Regions from separate parts of the Astyanax mexicanus genome. Here region 1 is linked to region 2. The links are chromatin contacts, called in public Hi-C maps. All regions are on one chromosome and are shown on one strand. Each heading gives the region's core, a stretch centred on a gene start, on an enhancer-like site or on the middle of the called end of the contact. The rest is flanking DNA. Distances are from core to core; before and after follow the strand shown. Region 1 holds the start of zmiz1a (zinc finger, MIZ-type containing 1a). Region 2 overlaps zmiz1a (zinc finger, MIZ-type containing 1a).

Region 1 (2,751 bases), core at 106-2,605, 130 kb before region 2:
GCGTGTGTGACGAGAAAAAAAAAGAAGAAAAAAAATAGATATGTTCTATTTTCTCTTTTTTTTGCAACTGTCAAATACATCTCAATATAGATTATTATATAATTAGAACAATATAATAACTAATCACTCTTACTCTATAATCAGTTTTAGTTTATTAAACAAGTTATGATACAACAAAATATAGTTAATTACATAAAAAAAAAATATTCGCGTTTTCCCCCCTTTTATTGCAAATGTGAAACATGTCTCCAGGCACATACTGTATAATCGATTACTATAGCTAATCCCTCTTACCTTATAATACATTTACCACCTAACGTAATTACATAAAATATTTCCTAAATGTGAAAAAACATCTTTCAGCACAGATGATCGATTATTATTAAAATTAGTCTCTATTTTAGTTATGATAGGCCTACATGTAATGGTACAAAATATGATGAATGAGATGTTAAGTTTTACTTTTCTTGTTTTTACACTGCTAGCTGCAATTTGACCAAAACATAAGAAGATTTAAAGGTTTAATCTTTTATTTGATGTTTTTTTGGTCTTTGGTCATCATAAAAAAAAGAAAAAAATTAAGAATATTACCCCGTTTATTTTAATTTTGATTTTCAGTTTCATATTCATAACTTCATTCATAATATTTTTGTCTTCAATTTACACAGCCAATTACCCAACCAACTCATCAGGACTTCCCCTATCACTAGTGATGCCTTAACTCCAAGAGTGTGAAGACTAGCACATGCCTACTCAGATACATGTGAATTCAGCCACCGACTTTTTTCGAACTGCTGCTGATGCAGAATTGAGTAGCATCACAGCAACAGACAACGCAGCAACTCGAATCTTAGCAAGCTACATAAACAGGCTTCGAATTGGCGATCTTCTGATCATAGTGGCAGCGCTCAGGCCGCTGGACCACTGGGCACCCCATTATATATGTTTACAACCTAATGTGATCACATCGAAAACAAAAACATTACCCCCCCCCAAAAAAAAATAAAAAATGCTGCTAGCTGCAATTTGACCAAAACATAAGAAGATGAAAATTAAAAAAGATTGAGAAGATTGAAAAAAAAAATATTGTTCAGTTAAAACAATGGATATGTGCACATCATCTAATGTATTTTTGTATGCTGGTCTATCACTGTTTATCATTGTTTAACTATATTATGTATGTATGCATATTACAGTGTAATCTCCCAAAGCGTTGTGAGCGCGCGAGCGTGTAAATCCGCTCCGCTGGTCCGGGGAGGCAGGCTGTAGCCGGTACGCGCTGCTCGGGATTCCAGGACGCGTTTTGTCAGCAGCCGGCAGCATGGCTCTGTGGTAATAGAATAGCCGATGTAATTTGACACTTCAACTTGCCGTGCACTACGTTAGTTGATTCAGGCAGTCTCACACTCTGGCCAAACGCTGTGCGCTGCTTCCCCCCCATATTTACTAGTTAGCTAGTGTTTGCGAAGTAGAAAGGAGAGAAATAGCACGCGCCTTCTTCAGTCAGGCACGAGGATTTTTTGTTCGGGTTTTCCGGCGCCGTGCTTTTTGACTGGATCTGAAAGTAAGTTCTGAATCCCCTTTTCCTTCCTTCTTCTTCCTCATGGCTGGAGAGCTTGGAGAGCTTTGTGTGTGTATGTGAGTGAGTGAGTGTGTGTGTGTGTGTGTGTGTGTGTGTGCGCGCGCGCGCGAGCTCGCGGAGGTTTGCATTGAACATGTTTGTAGCCTGGGCGCTAGCTAACATAGCTCTCTCTCTCTCCGACCTCGGCAAGCTAACAATGGAGCAGTCACTCCGCTACTAAAGAAGAAACAGCCAAGTAGCGCGCGCGCGAGCGAGCGGCTCAGCGGAGAGCTCGGGCTGGAAACGAGGGGCTTTTCGGGCTTCACCCCGGCTGGGAGGTAGAACAACGGCTCTCGCGCGGTTCAGGACGAGTGTGTATGTATATTACCTATGTATGTATGAGTGTGTGTGTATTTTCTGGGGATTTGCTCTGCCTGTGTGTGTGTGGGTTACGGTTCCCAGCGCGATATTCCGAGCAACCCGAGCACTTACTCCCCGTGCCCGCATTTTGAGCACGTTTCGTGGTCTGGCATTCATTGTTCGCCGTCCCCGCTCCCTGTCAGGCGCTGAACGCGCTCGGCTGTTACCGCTCGGCGCCGTAGAAAAGCTGGGAAGAGCCTTGGCGTTAAAGCAGCAGCAGCGTGTTCGGTAGCTTTATAACCTTAATAAACAACGACTCACTTAACCTATCGGAGCTAGCTTTATTTACCTCCAAAAACTTACACTAACAGCTATAGTTAAGTTTATTTATGCTTCCACAGACTGATAACTGGCTAAGTTAAGTTAACCCAGCATTTAAAAGCCAGCCCACGCTGAAGAAATGTGGAAGAAGAGGGCATGTGGCGAGTCTGCAGTAGCCCAGCATCGCTCCGTGAGGCAGCGGGGAGACAGAAGTTGGGCTTCCCGGGCTCAGAGCGTTGCTCCGCCGCTGAGGCAGCTAGAGTTGACCGCTGTTTCTGCAGGAGATGGAGAAGGCTGGAGAGGTTTAGTTATGTCCTATGTTAAGTCAAGTCACAAGTATTTAAAAAGAATTTGCTCCAATTATTAACCTTTTAGTGTTAATAGGGTTATTTCGGTTATTTTATCACTTTGTGGCTGGGTTATTGTTTTTGCTCTGTTTTAACATGCTTCGTTTGTTTGTTTTGTTAATTTTGCTGCTATTTTGCTCATATGCCTCTCTGTATACACAT
Region 2 (2,700 bases), core at 122-2,621:
GCAATATTAAAATGATATAGATGATGATATTGTAATTTTAGGATCATTTTATGCTATTTATACTAATTCTAATAATATAATCATACGTAGGCCTGTTATAATAATTATGTAATTGATGATTGTGATATATTCTATTGTGTTGATTTGTATTTGTAATTTGTTTCTTCACAAATATAACCATAACCAGTCATGCAATGACCAATTATTCAATTATTCAAACTGTGACTCCATATACACAGTGTGCAGTGACTGCAGTAGGTAAAGAAAAAAAAAGTATATATTTACCAAATACAATTACTTTGTAATGCTATTCTATTATCATTATTATGTCACATGTGACATTTCATTGTAATTAATTATATTTAAATGACAGTAATATCGTTTTTCACCATGATTTCTGGAACAATATACCAAACACACACACAAAAAAAAAAGTAATTACACCATTTTAAAGAGTGTAACTTTTAATATTTAAGGTCCTCGAGACACTGGAATTGGGGGAAAAAAAATTAAAACCACTGTTTTAAAACAAAGTTGATGTACCAGCTCATAAATGTTAATAAACTTACAAAACTGTTGCTAACAAATATATAATAGATAATATTCAGGTCAGTAAACATTCTTGAGGTTATGTCCACAGTGTTGTAAGATGAATTAATATGTAATGTAATATAATTATCGTGATGCATAAGTGTGTCTTATAATAACAGCTCACATCAACCTATGTAAACTTATTTAAACATGGACAATAATAAAGGTTTATTCTAGTAAAGCGACTGTGGTCATAAAGGCTACGTTTGTCAAAATTGATCCAGTTTCACTCCAGTAAATTACAGTTTTTACAGCTGATACTTATTGATATAAGCCTTTATAAAGGACTAATGTAGTCATGTTATGTCAGCTACAAATACCTTAATATTCCTTAAAGACCACCACCTCAACAAGAAGCCTGAGGGTTAAGGAGTTAAAGTGGCGGCTAGCCTCCAGCTTCCAGCAGCGTCTTTTAGGTTAAGTCAGCTTAATTTACCAGAGCCAAACCGAGCACTGTGCCTCCTAGAATAAACCCACAGTTTATTTTTCTTTTGTGTGACCTACTAGACTATTAAAGCGCCAGCAACTGCATGCTTGTCATCCCCTGTTACCTTATACGTCTAGTGCTTCATTAATGAGCATGTCAGGACGCTCAGAGCGCTTTCTCCGTAAGAACCCCAAATGCAATGTGTTCCAGCGCCCAAATCGCGTGCATGGCAGCCGCTCCTCACTGTCAGTCTGCCGGCGGAGGTGCGGGAAGCCGGCTTTATCAGGCTGAGGCAGCGGGCGGACGCGGCCGGCGCATGCTGGGGGATTTCTCTGGCTGTTTGGGTGGAGGAATTTGTGAGAGTGATGGCGATAAATTGAGCAGATGAAGAATGGAGCCCTGCCTCCCTCTGCTCAGCACCTATTAATCGGGACACGTGACCGCACCCCCCCGGTGCATGAGTTACAGGCCGACCCGGGACCCTGGATTTATCCCTCGCTGAATGTGGCTGTAAATCAGCCGGCGAGGCAAAATTGATAACCTTGAATGTAAGGCATGATACCTTTAACACCATGTAATAGACACACTGATGGGATGCAGCCTCTGCTTGTGAGTCGAGAGGCTTTTCTGAAGGCAATTGCTTGCAAACAGTTCCTGCCCCGTCCCACCCTAAACTGTATTCATCATGTCTAGTTCACAGCTTCGTACACAGACTTTCAGTTCAGTTCAGCTTTATTATAGGCATTTTACTGGACTATAAAGTGGTGCAACATGTACAGTGCACAACATGATATAGAAAGTTCAGAACTGTTTTTCTGTATTAAATGTTTAATGTATTATGCACAAAATAGGGGTTAAAAGATGCAAATACAAAGATTTAAGTGCATAATTTTTTAATTGTTGGATTAATATTTTTAAAAATGTATAGTTTTTTTTCTCCAAATGACTGTATTAAGGTAGCCTGAAAGGCCCCATTCACTCTCTGCAATCACACTTTCTGCATATTCTCTGCAGAAATCTATCAATTTAATGACCAGTACTCTACATCCAGTAGATATCCTCACTGGTTTAACACATTTTTTTCTAATAGAAATCAGTAAACTTTAACTGAGCCTGAATTAGGATTCTTACTTGATAAATATATGCCATTGTTTTGGTGTCGGATGCATTTCTGAAAAAAAATTGAGACTGCTTCAGTTTCTGAATTAGTTTATCTGATTTTTAGTTTATCTATTTATATGTTAAAAAATGAGTAAAATGAACATGTTTGTGCCATCTATAAACTACAGACAATATTTCTCCCAAATTCCAAATAAAAATGTTGTCATTTAGAGCATTATTTGCAGAAAATGAGAAATGGCTGAAATAACAAAAAAGAGGTTTCAGACCTCAAATAATGCAAAGAAAACAAGTTCATATTCATAAAGTTTAGAAGTCAATAAGAGTTGAGAATCATAATTTAGAAATCAATATTTGGTGAAATAACTCTGGTTTTTAATCAGTTTTCATGCATATTGGCATGTTCTCCTCCACCAGTCTTACACACTGCTTTTGGAGAACTTTATGCCACTCCTGATTGCAAAATTCGAGCAGTTTAGCTTGGTTTTATTACTTGCGATCATCTATCTTCCTCTTGATTATATTCCAGAGGTTTTTTAATTAGGCAAAATCAAAGAAACTTA

What was found. A called contact is a pair of places that touch in the nucleus more often than the background predicts.
Region 1: a Hi-C map of muscle shows a contact between it and region 2, with 11 times the contacts expected there. The contact joins the promoter of zmiz1a here to the enhancer-like site in region 2. A contact is called at or near these places in 2 of 3 Hi-C or Micro-C datasets (both in muscle).

Annotation. Positions count from the first base shown.
Region 1 is chr7:33,732,494-33,735,244 of AstMex3_surface, reverse strand. zmiz1a (zinc finger, MIZ-type containing 1a) reads left to right here and starts at 1,355. Exons shown (of 24, transcript XM_049481286.1): 1 at 1,355-1,564.
Region 2 is chr7:33,598,807-33,601,506 of AstMex3_surface, reverse strand. The region is part of intron 2 of zmiz1a (zinc finger, MIZ-type containing 1a); the gene reads left to right. Among protein-coding and RNA genes, the nearest start is that of ppifa, 73 kb to the right of the region's middle. Within about 2 kb of position 1,371, the one cell type or tissue checked has an H3K27ac peak away from gene starts, as active enhancers do.